Regions from separate parts of the Hordeum vulgare genome. Here region 2 is linked to region 1. A link is a contact called in public Hi-C data. All regions are on one chromosome and are shown on one strand. The core of a region is the stretch at or near the end of the contact, and the rest is flanking DNA. Distances in the headings are between cores, read along the strand shown. Region 1 holds the start of LOC123404400 (iron-phytosiderophore transporter YSL15-like). Region 2 holds the start of LOC123403745 (probable serine/threonine-protein kinase PBL19).

Region 1 (6,266 bases), core at 1,001-3,500:
AAAGATCTCCTGGCGGTGTAACTCCTCAAGCGAGACAGTGTCGTCCGCATTTTTTGCTGCAATTCATTTGCTCAACATTAGGAAAAAACTCATTTCTTGAGTGATTATGCACTTTATTTTTTGTTGTCCTTTGTTCTTACCTTTGTTGTTAACCTGCTTGTGGCTAAATTGCCGATACATGCTCATAGCAGTGATGCCAACAATTTTTATGAAGTGGTACATGCCATCCCCCATGATGAGAGCTATGCATATGAAGGCCTGGGTGGTGAAGAAATTATGGTCAGTCACATACAATTTTCCATTACGGCCTGCTACTAATTTATGTGATTGTCACCAAGGAAGAAAAATAGTTGTGGTACATACCTTGTAACCGTACAAACTTTTCATGCTGCTTTCTGGTACTTTTGCAGGGTACCAATCCCCCTTGTTTTTACTGATGAGTGGCCACATTATTCCCCATGAGATAATTGCACCAAGGAGGGTAGATATATTTACTATATGTGGACAAATCATCCCGGCACCAACGTATGTCATGCTAAAGTCAAAGTAGAATCTGAAACACAAATAATAAGCTGGGAGTTAAGAGATCACACGCCACAAATTATGACGATCCACAATGAGAAGCAGCTTGTCAAAAGAATTACGTCTGCTTCCAGGCCTTCAAACCGAAAGTTGGGAACTGAACAAATCCACAAGCATCGCCTCCAGTGTAGAACCATTGGAAGAAACTCCACAGAAAGCTACCCCCAAAGTATTTCAGGAATCCACGGATTTGCTTTCTGTCATGCATGGAAGGTAAGAATAGCAATCCATACAGATCAAGAACTCACCACAAATTGCTTGGTTTAATGACTGAAAGGTCAAAATGTACATACCTTGAATTCTTGTCCCCTTGATCGGTATGGAACCCGTTTATAAGAATAGCAGTTGCAGTCCCACTTGGGTAAACTAATTTGTAGTCGACGACCAGTACCTGAACACATTATATCAAATCATCGAGTGGTCAAGACAGATGAAAAAAGGCGCAATTGTCTAACGCCTAACGAATTGTGTTACCTTCTTAAATTTTTATCAATTCTAAAGTTAAAATACAACCGTGTATATATCCGGTGTGGCTGAGCTAGTTTAATGTTAGTATGTAACGTGTAACGTAGCAACACAGTGCACATAAATTCCAAAAAAAAAGTGCACACGAGATGTTGGAAGAACTGAAGTAAAGCCAGAAGAAAGAGACCTGTCTCAGGGGAATCAAAGTGAGGAGGCCCCCGAAGCTGCAAGCGAGGAGGAACCCCGTCATCCAGCCTATCCCTGGCTCCTTCCAGCTTCCGGGCACGTTGCCCGGCGAGTCACCGGCCAGCTCGTACGTCTTCTTGTTCAGGCCCAGCAAGGTTGACCCGAACCCACCTGTAGCGCGCCAGTAACAAAGACCAATCGATCAACAACTATACAGAGACCGGCGTCATGGCAATGGCATGCATGCATGGCCAGGAATAATGTTGTGCTAACCGGCAAACGCGATGGTGTAGCATGCCACGCCGCAGGTCTGGACGATGGTGTTCTCCTGCCGCGTGAAGGGGCGGGACACGACGCCGAAGCGCTCCAGCAGGCGCGTCCACCCGCGGAGCGCCAGGAAGGAGAGCAGCGCGGCGGAGACGTTCAGCGTGGGCACCAGCCCCGTGGTGAGCGCGATCTTCATGACGATGACGGTGTAGATGAACCCGATGAGCAGCGCCGCCACCAGGCCCCGCACCGTCAGCTCGTCCTGCCACCGTGGCATGTCCTCCAGCTGCCACTCGCGCGTCGACGCCAGCGCCGGGTCCGACTCCCTGTCGCCCTCCAGGGCCTCGTCCCTGTCGATCTCCGGCGCGATCCGCGTGCGGTCCGGGGCGACGATGTCCATGGTGGCTCTGCTTCTTGCCTCCGCAGCTGCTGCTACCGTAGCAGGAAGCAAAATTAAACGAGAACAGAAAGATATCTTTACACCAAGACCAAAGTCTGGCCAGCATTTTCGAGCAAGAACTGGCAGGAAGCATCGCTCACCTCAACGATCAAGGTCGTAGTGGTCGACTGATCACTGTACCGTGGAAGAAGAATCACTGGAGGCCGCAGCTTCCAGGAAGTCGTTCCCCGTTTCCGCCCACGAGGCGAGCTGGAACCGTGTGCTTTTGCGGTGAGATTATGATGTTAATCATGGCCGATGCCATGGTTTTATAGAGAGAATCATTGGGAAAAGTCCACCCTCTTATTTATTCATGGTGTAAGCGGATGTTCCTGACCAAGTACTAAAGATGATGGAGCTGCGGCCCAAATTTACATCGGTGGTCCATCCGAAGGTGATCGGCGGAAGTGTTACGGGATGTCCTATTCGCGGGTTTGTTTGACTCTGGATCACTGATAAACTAGTAGGAAACTGTCTTATCAGTGTGTACCAAGACTACCTCCAAAAAAGAACTGTGTGTAAGCTGTCGGACTCAAAGAGAGTTGTTAAAGAAAGGAACAAGCAAGGATGGGAGACTATCAGTGCCGGCACTTTTCGTGCCATCATGTCTTAAGCTTCATTAATTCCGAAGTGCTAATGAAATGTATTAGGCAGTTAAAAACATGTATTGGGGAAATCACCTATTGATCATGCTGGGAAATCAGGTGTGGCCATATCTCAAATTATAAAAGATCTAAAGAATCTATTGTATTCACACCAAAATGGGAACATTCTTTTGTGATAACCATATATACAAACTGCAATTGTGATGAACAAACCAACTCTCTCGAACCAACTGAAAGTTATTCTTGCATCGGAATTATTACGAAAGTCAGTTGCATTTCCCAAATTTTATTTGGAGAGATGTACATATCAGTGGCAACCCCTTCAACTCTGATAAGTTAGGAATTTTGTTTCGATAAAGGGAGATTTTAATACCTCTTAACGTCGCATCAAGATGATACAAGCATAAAAGGTTCACATCCAATCAGTTGTCAAACAGAATAATGTGACGAATATTACAATAGTAGATTTCCTGAGTGTTTGTGCCTGGGTTGGATGCTTTTCGGTTTAGTTGTTGGTCTTGGTTGTTTGGCTGCTTCATTTTAATAAAATGGGATTGGTAACCCTTTTCTTTCAAAAAAATATATATTACAATAGTAGATTTTAGCAAGTCAACGGAAGAAAACAAGGTTTGTATAGGCAGCTTGGAATTGGTACTGTATCTACAGCACAACAATACGCCTGCTTCATGCCGCTTTTTGCCTTACCTATGGGATGGCAATTTTGGCACGTACAATATGATGTGCTCCAGTTGACCTTGGCTAAAAGAAATACATAATCCTTCAGTTTAAAGTGGCAAGGGCCTTTCAAAACACAAGTTTAGGCACCAAGCACTAAGCAGGAGTTGCCAAGGAGTAAGAAAAGTAGTGGTGGTCTGTGAGCGATAATCTTGCCGCTGGGTGCAAAGGGAACACGAGATTCGGTCAAAGAAAAGAAGCGGCTGCATTTGATCCATACTCGGGCAATCTAGAAATTCCAGAATACTATTGGATTAGCAGGATAATCCGGGCCTGCTGACTTTGGTAATATTTCTATTTAGAAGGACCATATTTTCTTTTTAGAACAAACTTGTAATGTTATCTCGCAAACGTTAGCCAGCAAGGGGTGGCAAGCGAAGGTTTTTGTTTGGGCAGTTTCAGGTGTTGTGAGATGGCAAATTCTGCCCTTATTTTTGCCGCAAAAGTTATTTTCTTCCAAAAAAATGATATGCGTTTCTGAACAAACTGTCAACCCTCCACGACTAAACTTGCCATGTAAAACATTGGCAAATGTCTATCCCTCCAAGCGAACGTTCGCTGGCTATTGCGGTATAAACAAAGGCCCTTCTTTACTAAACAACTGTTTCAACAAAGAGTAAGAAGAGAGTTCCGACGATGTCCCTTCTCTCCCTCCCCCTCCCTCCTCTCCCCCTCCCTCCCCTGGCACGATGGCCAGCGTCGAACCGTCGAGCCCCATGTTAGGGCATTTTTCGCCTTAGTGTTTTGGTGATGATGACAACTCACATTATGGTCTAATTGTGCGTCAAGTTCTCCACTTACACTTTGTTTGGTACAAGACGATTAGGCATTCCCTCCGGACGAAAAAGATCGAAGACGGTGTTTTCTACGTGTTTACTTCTTTAGTCGTAGGAAACATGTACTATTAAGAGGTAATCCTCATGAGAAGGTATTTTGTGAATCAATGCACGTACGCATTCCTTCTTCACCCACCTCATAATCTTCCGCTCATTGAGAGAGAAGTCCTCAAACTCTTACCAAAGCAGTAGCTTTTACTCCCAAGCGGTTGTACCGCTAGGCTGGTACGTCCGGTGCAACTACCGCCCCAGGGGTGATACCCTCGGGTTGCTGCTCTCTGGTTGATGCGAGCGGTTGTACCGTTGCCATCGGGCGGTTGTACCGCTTAGGATATGGCCAACCCTGGAGAGTAGCTTCAGGCGGTTGTATCGGTCCAGTACCGCCCTACCACTGGACCGGGTTCTGTTTTGGAGCGGTTCTTGGGCGGTGGTGGCCCGGTTGTTTTGGTCAACTTGTTTTGACCGGTACTACTGGTGTGTGGAGCAGTTGTACCACTCGAGACTTAGCCACCGCCCGTGGTCGGTCCTAGCGGTTGCACCGGTGCAACCATCGTCTCAACTATCGCTCGAGGGTGACTCCTCTTTGTTGTAAAGCGGTGGTGGAGAGGTTGTTCCGGTTCTTGGTTGCAACCGGTACCACCGCCCATGTCACCAGTTGTATCTCTCGGTAGGATTTTCTGCAGGGTATCCCTGTTTGGGAGTTGTACCGGTACACATACTGGTTGTATCGCCGCAGTGTAAACACTTCTTTAACGGTTGGATTTGGGGGACACTATATACGGGGGTGGTTCTTCCACCTACCTTCTTACCTCTTACCTATCTCTCTCCTCCGTTAACGCCCTTCAAGCTTTCTTGCCCGATCTCTCTCTCTAGACACTCAAGCTTGTTGATTTGCTAGGGATTGAAGGGGGGACCCAGATCTACACTTCCACGAACGGAAAATTGATTCCCCCATACTTTCTTGTGTGGATTTTGTTACTCTTTGGTGTTTGAGCATCCTAGATGGTAGAGGTCACCTCGGAGCCAAAATCCGTTTTGGTGAAGCTTCCTGGTGGTGTTGAGAGCCTCCAATTAAGTTGTGGACATTTCCCCAACCTTGTTTGTAAAGGTTTAGTCGCCGCCTTCAAGGGCACCACTAGTGGAATCATGACATCTCGCATTGTGTGAGGGCGTGAGGAGAATACGATGGCCCTAGTGGCTTCTTGGGGAGCATTGTGTCTCCATACCGCTCCAACGGAGACGTACTTCACCTCAAAGGGAAGGAACTTTGGTAACACGTCCTCATCTCCATCGGTTCCACTTGTGGTTATCTCTTACATTTACTTTGTGCAAGCTTTACTTGTTGTATCATTTGATTGCTTGTATTTTTGTTGTATCTTGCATCATATATAGGTTGTTCACCTAGTTGCATAGATAGAATACCTATTTGTTGCTAAACATAATTTGTTAAGAAAGGCTAAAAATTGATAGTTGCCTATTCACCCCCCTCCAGTCAACCATATTGATCCTTTCAATTTGTGTCGGAACTACGTCTCTTTTAAGGGCTTAACCGCCCGAAAAGTATGGTTGGCAAAGCGAGTGATGGAGGGGATAACTTCGTGACCGCCTTCATGACCGAAGTCACCCGTGATGATTTGAATGAGGCCATTGCGTCTCTCGAATCACCCATGGTGGACGAGGTCAAGGACACGTTAAATTTTTTCCTTGAGAGTCTTAAACTCCCCACCGATCCGAAGGATTTGGTTAATCCATTCCATACAAAGATGGATGTCGATTCTATCAAGGAAACAGCTAGTACCGAGATACCGAAATCCTCTCATGGATTAAATGGATCGTACACCCATGCTATGGTTTCTTATCCCCCGTCCTATGGTGGATCGGTTCCCTCACCTCATATTAACCCTAACAGGCCCCCACCCAAGCTTTATTTGGCTAACTTTCCTAATCGATTTTTTCATATCAAATCTCATTTGTATCATAGCTCAACACAATTGTGGAGGGTGATCGAGCAAGGCTTTCACCCTCATGATCCAAACAACATGACTCCAAGAGAAGAAGTGGATACCCAACTCAATGCTTCTGCTTTGTTCATTCTTCAATCTGCCATTCCACCCAAAGAGCTCTCCCACTTGCGTCTGTTAACCATTGCCA
Region 2 (6,266 bases), core at 1,499-3,998, 220 kb after region 1:
GTAAGTCCCCATAACCTGATTATGATAGAGCAAATTGTTCTCATAAGGAAATATTCATGCAGCATGAGCAAACTCCATTATCTTGCTCTGAAGTAAAACTAAGACATACCGCTGTAGACACATGAGTTTGATCTGCTGATGGCCCTTCCCTTGCTAATCCAAAGTCTGAAAGTTTCGGTCTAAACTCCTCATCCAGCAGAACGTTGGAAGCTTTGAAATCACGATATATGATCTAAAAAATTCCATGAAATGATCATAAAAAAGATGTCATTTCTATGTTATTTTCCTAAGTAAAATCAAAACCTTGAAGGTTGGAGATAAGACTTGTTTTATAATCCTTCCCTTAACAAACAGGAAATAATATTCATGACATCCATTTTCTCTCAACTATTAGTTCAATTAGTATGATCACTGCACAACATTATTTCATCCAGAAATTAATGCTTTAGCACAAACGTTTTAACTTGCATAAGTAGTTGAAGCAACATGGAATAAGTACTGTATCCATCCAAGTTATGATCAGATCGATTGGATTCATCAATACAATGAATTAACTACTACTCCATCCGTCCCAAAATAAGTGTCTTAAGCTTAGTACAATTTTGTACTAGAGCTAGTACAAAGTTGAGACAGTTATTTTGAGACGGAAGGAATATCAAGGTATCTTGATATCCACAGCTATTCTGACTTGCAAAAATTCCATTATTTACCAATAGGATGTGGTACTACACGAATTTATGCATTTTCACTCCCTATTATTTGCAAATCAGGTATGGTTCAAGTTCCAAACTAAGTTGTAAACAGTCATACATCGTTGGACTCATTCTTGATGCAGTATTCTCACACTGAAAGGATGTTGCGATAAGTTGGCAAGCTGTACCTGAACCTCCAGGCCTTCATGGAGATACATCAAACCCTGAGCAGCACCAAATACTATTTCCAACCTGACTCCCCATGGAAGAACAGGGTATGCTCGATTGAATAGATGATCATCCAGGGTTTTGTTGGTGATGAACTCATAGACAAGCAGCCTCTGAGGACCTCGTTCGTTACGGGCAGCACAGTAACCGATGAGCTTGACGAGGTTCGGGTGCTCGACAACCCCTAGAAAATGAACTTCTGCCAGCCATTGCTTATGACCCTGGTCAAGGTTGGTAGTGAGACAAAATGAAGTCAAATACAAGTACTGAACGAATCCTTGGCTCCTAGTAGCAAACAGCCAGACAATATAATGATACTACTACAATGCAACAACATTACTGAAAGTTGTTAGATTGATCTCTTCCCCAATGGGCCTTTGAAACCTTGACTCACGTCCTGATCGGGGGCGTCCAGCCCAAGCAAGGCTGGTGGGCCCCTGCCGCGAGTGATATATAGAGGAGGTGGGGACCACGGCACAAAACACGAGGTTTGTCGCCGCCACTGGTTCCCCATTCCTAACCCTAATCCGATCTAGAGGGTAGCACTGAAGCGATGGGAAGTCCACCGCCGCCGCTACCACATCTCTTTCCTTCCCCACCGTCGTCACCACCTCACGATGGACTACGAAGGGAGCTTATCGAGTGCACCACAAGGTAATAAACCACTACTCATACCGAACTCATCTAGCCTAAAAGACCCACATGATCTATCAAAAGTACGCAACTACGCATAGTGTCATTATGTTCGCATATTGCATATCATCAGAAGGATTGCAGCCTTAGGCCACAGAGATCAATTAACTACAACAACTGGGACAATAGTGCAAACCGTGTCCAAATTTGGAAAGCCAGCACGCGACGAGCTGCTACTATAAGTCGCAATTGGCACGTACTGCTAGTAAAGTATTGGGTTAAATTAAATCCGGGCTAGATCTTTACACTGGATCAACCTACGATGACGAAGAACGTGAATGAAAGAAAGAAGAACAAGAGAAGAAGACCAGCGAATGAAATCCCTCTCCAATTTTAACCATGGAAATAGAAATGGAGTACCTGGTGGCCGCTGGTGTTGAGCCTTTTAATGGCCACCACGGTGCCGCCGGCGGGGCCACTGGGCAGGCGGACGACCCCCTTGTAGACGCTCCCGAACCCGCCCTCGCCGATTTTGAGCAGCCGGCTGAAGTCGCTGGTGGCGGCGTGGAGCTCCCGGAGCCCGAACTCGCGGAGGCTGCTCGCGCCCCGCTCCTCGTACAGCTCCGGGATGCTCCGCGCCGACCCCGACGACTTGCTCCCGCCGGGCCTCACGGTCGCGCCCGAGTCCTGGGACTGGGACTGGCTCGTGGCCGCGGCCGACGACGACGCCGTCGAGCAGGTGGCCTCGGAAGTGAAGGACGCGCCCGGCGCCGGCACCGGCCTCCCATGCGGTCTCTTGCCCTTGCCCGTCCTGATCTTGCTCCTGAAGCGGCCGAGGCAACCCATTTCCCCCGGAGAACGGAAGCTTTGCTACGATCTCGGCCGGTGGTGGCCTCGTACCCCGACAGCTCCAACCACGAGGGGAATGGAGCCCAGGAACCACGGCACCGCGCGGCACAAAGCCGCCGCGGGGAAAGTCAATAAAACCGACGCGGAATCGTTTGGCACGAGAAGAGAATGGGGGGCTGCATGGCGCCACCAAGGAGCCTCTGCTTTTTCGTGGGGAACAAACGATGAATTTCACCAACCTTCCTCCAACCTAAGTTTCGAATTTTGGTTTGGTGTTGGTTTTACGCTGTGAAGCGTAGGAAGAAAGGAAGCAGAAAACGATGTGTGTGAAGACTACGGATTGCGTGCCTAAGTTTCTGAACAGAGTTACACTTACACGAACTAGGCATGGCTGGTCGTACCGTATCAGTCAAACGGAATGGTCTCCGATGGCGACCGGAGAGGAGACGGGTGGGGGTAGCCCTTGCAAATCGAAGGGATGGCTTTGACCCCACGTGTTTTTGCTATGTGCCAACCCAGTCATCGTAGTATTATCTTCCCTAAAAAATAAGTACCCCACCTAGTAGTTTTTTTAAGGGTAACCCACCCAGTAGTAGTTAATTAATGTGTGTAGGGCTAGGTATTTGATTTTTTTACCCCTTTATCTGGGTTTTCTTGACCCTTTATCTGCAGAGCAACTAGTTGGCGAATGCTTCTTCGAAAGCTTTATAACAATCACTCCACACGTCATCATTTGTCACGTTTTCGGCCACGGCCACATGTCACGTTCTGAGCATTCCCTTTAGTTTTTATTTATATTTTAACACGTGTTTTTGACTTTTTAGGTGGATTTTTGAGGTAATTTTTTGGTGTTTCAGTTTTTACCTGTCTTTCTTAGCTTTAGGATAAAAAATTATTTTTTTCGTGAAAAAACGTGTTTTCTTTATCCCGCGCAAAAAGCACGGTTTTTCTTGCACCAATGGCACGGATTTGCTTCCGCGAGAGGTACATCTGTGGCTCTAAAAGACAAAAAAGTGTTTTCCATTTTTTTTTTCCTTCGTGAGAGGTACGTTTTTTCTTCGGTGAGGCATGGTTTTGCTTTTGCAAGAGTACCTCTCTAAAAAAATGCGTTTCTGTTTTTTTTCCTTGGCGAGAGGAACGATTTTCCTTTCGCGAGGGGCATGTATTTGCTTTTGCGACGTGCCTCTCGTAAACAAAACAAATGTGTAAAAAAATGTGTTTTTGCTTTTTTATTTCTTTCGTGAGAACCACGGTTTTTCTTCCGCAAGAGGCACGGATTTGCATCTGCGAAAAAAATGTGTTTTTTGTTTTTGTTTCTTTCGTGAGAGGCACGGTTTTGCTTCCGCGAGAAGCACGGCTAGAAATGAAAAATTTCGCGAGATGTATGTTTTTTGTTCGGTTTTTCTGGTAAAACAAAAGTTCGTCAAACCTGTCAACATGGGATTTAGTTTTGATGATCTCAATGCGAGGAATCCAATGGTGAAAACGGTTTGACATTTGAACGCAAGGTTTAAAAGATAAAACATTTTAAAAATATGGATCTATGAAAAAAAGGAAAACTTCGAGGTTGCAACAAGTGGCACACATACAATGCGTTACTTGTCGCAGCCTTGGAAGGTGGGAGTTATCTCTAAAAGAAGTAGTCCCTTTGTCTCAGTTTACAAGTGCGGCACATGTATCTAGGTTGTTAATTTGATCAACTTAATAAAAGGTATATATTACAAAAAATATATCATTAGAAACTTTAGATGTTCTATTTTTAATGATATAATTTTTATATTAAATAATATATTTTATATAAATTAAATTAATAACCTAAATACAGGTGCATGTCTTTTAAACTGTGATAGAGGATGTACTCATCAATTAGGGATTTCACTTTATCTGTCGTCTAATTGCTGGGGGAGGGGGCGAGGGGACAACCCAGCCTAGCCCAGTCAGTCCTTTTTACCAGGCCTTACAGCCCACTAGGTAGTAAATAAAATAAGATAGAAAATAATAATAAAGTACCACGTCTCAAAAAAGATTTTCATGTATAACCGCTAGTAAAAAAAATAAAAAATGCCATCATATATAAATCATGCATGACAAATTTATAATAAATGCGACGATATAAAATGCCATGATATAAAATGCCATCCTCTTATAATAAAAATGACATCTTCTTTATAGAAGAAGCCATTCTCTTATAATAAAACATGTCATTGTTGTAGGGCATCCGCCTTTGTCCCAAGAAAATGCTCCTACTCTTTCATACTTAGTCGCTTGGTGAGCTTTTTTTTCATGAAAGGAATTGTGTACTGAGTAACATGGGATCCTATAAAATTGATCCCCGTGTTTCAAAATAAGTCTCAACTTTGTACGAAGAGCATCTCTAGCAGACCTTGTATACTCCTGACCCGTAAATGTCGTTTACAGTTCGCGAAAAACGGGTTTTGCGGACCGACGCGGGTGCGGACACAGGCAGACTCCTCAAAATGGACCTGAATAAAAGTATATTCGCAGAAGATGTTGTTATACGAGTCTTCAATGCCGGGTCTGTTCGGGCATCACCGCGGCGACCCGCAAACTGAAAAACCATGCGATAAAACATAGTTGCAATTTGACATCGATTCCGACAAATGAGTTCGAATGTAAACAATAAAGTATAGTTCGCGCGTGAAATGAGAGCATAGTTTGAAAGACAAACGCAAAAGGACTTCATGCATCCTAGTCGTTCTTCAGTCTGGACTATCGAGTTCATCGTCGCCCCTGAATCCATCGACTCCCCCGGATCCATTGCGTGCACTTGTTCCTACTCCGACACTTGTCCCTACTCCGACAGCAAAATCATCCGTTTCGATTCCAGAGGATAAACCATCGCCACCATAACACGGAATCATCCTCCTCTTCAAGATTTCTCTCCTTGTCATATCATGCCATTCTTTCCTGATGTCGTCCATGTCATTGCGGTTCAAAGTCATGATCTTATTCTCTTCGGCAAGAAGGTTGGCCATGGTTTTGTTCTTAGCGACACGTGCTTTTCTCTCCTCAACTTGCTTCAGCAATTTCCATCTCTCTTGTTTCTCTCGTGCCTTCTTCTCGGCCATCTCTATCTTTGCATCCAAAGACTTTGCTAGCAATACCTCATTTGATTACAGCATGGAGTCTATCTTGTCCCGCAAGGTCGATGCTTCGTGTTCCCTTTTCATCTTCTCCTTCGTCTTTTTGTCATCATCGGGTTTGTTCAAGTTTCTTGGACCACCTTCATCTTCATCTTCATCCATGTTCGTAAGTGAACCTCTCTTCGATGGAGATTCTCTATCAATGAACGCCCACTTGTTGCAATTTTTGAGCAATTCCCAACAATGCTGTAGTTTAAAAAATCTGTCTTCGGAAGCATACATGGCTTTGTACCGTTGTTGGACAAATTTTTCCTACACAATAAAAACAAAATCAAACCGATGGAACCATTGTACATTGTGCAAACTAATGGAACCATTTTATTGCAATCAACTCACATAGTCGGCTTCGACGGTTTCACTTGGAGGAGCATTGTAAACTTGTTCCAAGCAAGCTGCCCAACGGCTACAAGTCGGCTTGATCACGTTCCAACGACCTTGGAGTGACCGAAAGGTCCGTGCTGTCTTGTTTGGATACTTGACCATCAAATGTAAATATTGGTCTTCAATTCTTTGCCAACACGTCTTGGCGGTTTGAGACACACCAGTGCAAGGATCCATAGACACCGAACTTCAAGCCTTGATCAACATTTGATCTTCCAAGACCGTGTAGTTCTTTGATCTCACATTTTTTTCCTTGCGATTGCTGATATGTCCCCTCATCTATCTCCTCCACCTCTTCTTCACCTCCGTGGTCATCAAT

Evidence for each region. Hi-C and Micro-C count contacts between places; a contact is called where the count stands out from the background.
Region 2: a contact with region 1 is called in a Hi-C map of leaf, with 3 times the contacts expected there. The contact joins the promoter of LOC123403745 here to the promoter of LOC123404400 in region 1. A contact is called at or near these places in 3 of 6 Hi-C or Micro-C datasets (leaf and seedling).

The regions. Positions count from the first base shown.
Region 1 is chr6H:401,805,110-401,811,375 of MorexV3_pseudomolecules_assembly, forward strand. LOC123404400 (iron-phytosiderophore transporter YSL15-like) reads right to left here and starts at 2,251. Exons shown (of 8, transcript XM_045098324.1): 1 at 2,041-2,251; 2 at 1,507-1,932; 3 at 1,235-1,404; 4 at 876-973; 5 at 645-779; 6 at 364-553; 7 at 141-258; 8 at 1-56. The coding sequence starts at 1,900.
Region 2 is chr6H:402,029,512-402,035,777 of MorexV3_pseudomolecules_assembly, forward strand. LOC123403745 (probable serine/threonine-protein kinase PBL19) reads right to left here and starts at 2,749. Exons shown (of 4, transcript XM_045097657.1): 1 at 1,974-2,749; 2 at 881-1,141; 3 at 110-232; 4 at 1-15. The coding sequence starts at 2,399. All of the region lies in intron 6 of LOC123403746 (poly(U)-specific endoribonuclease-B-like), which reads left to right.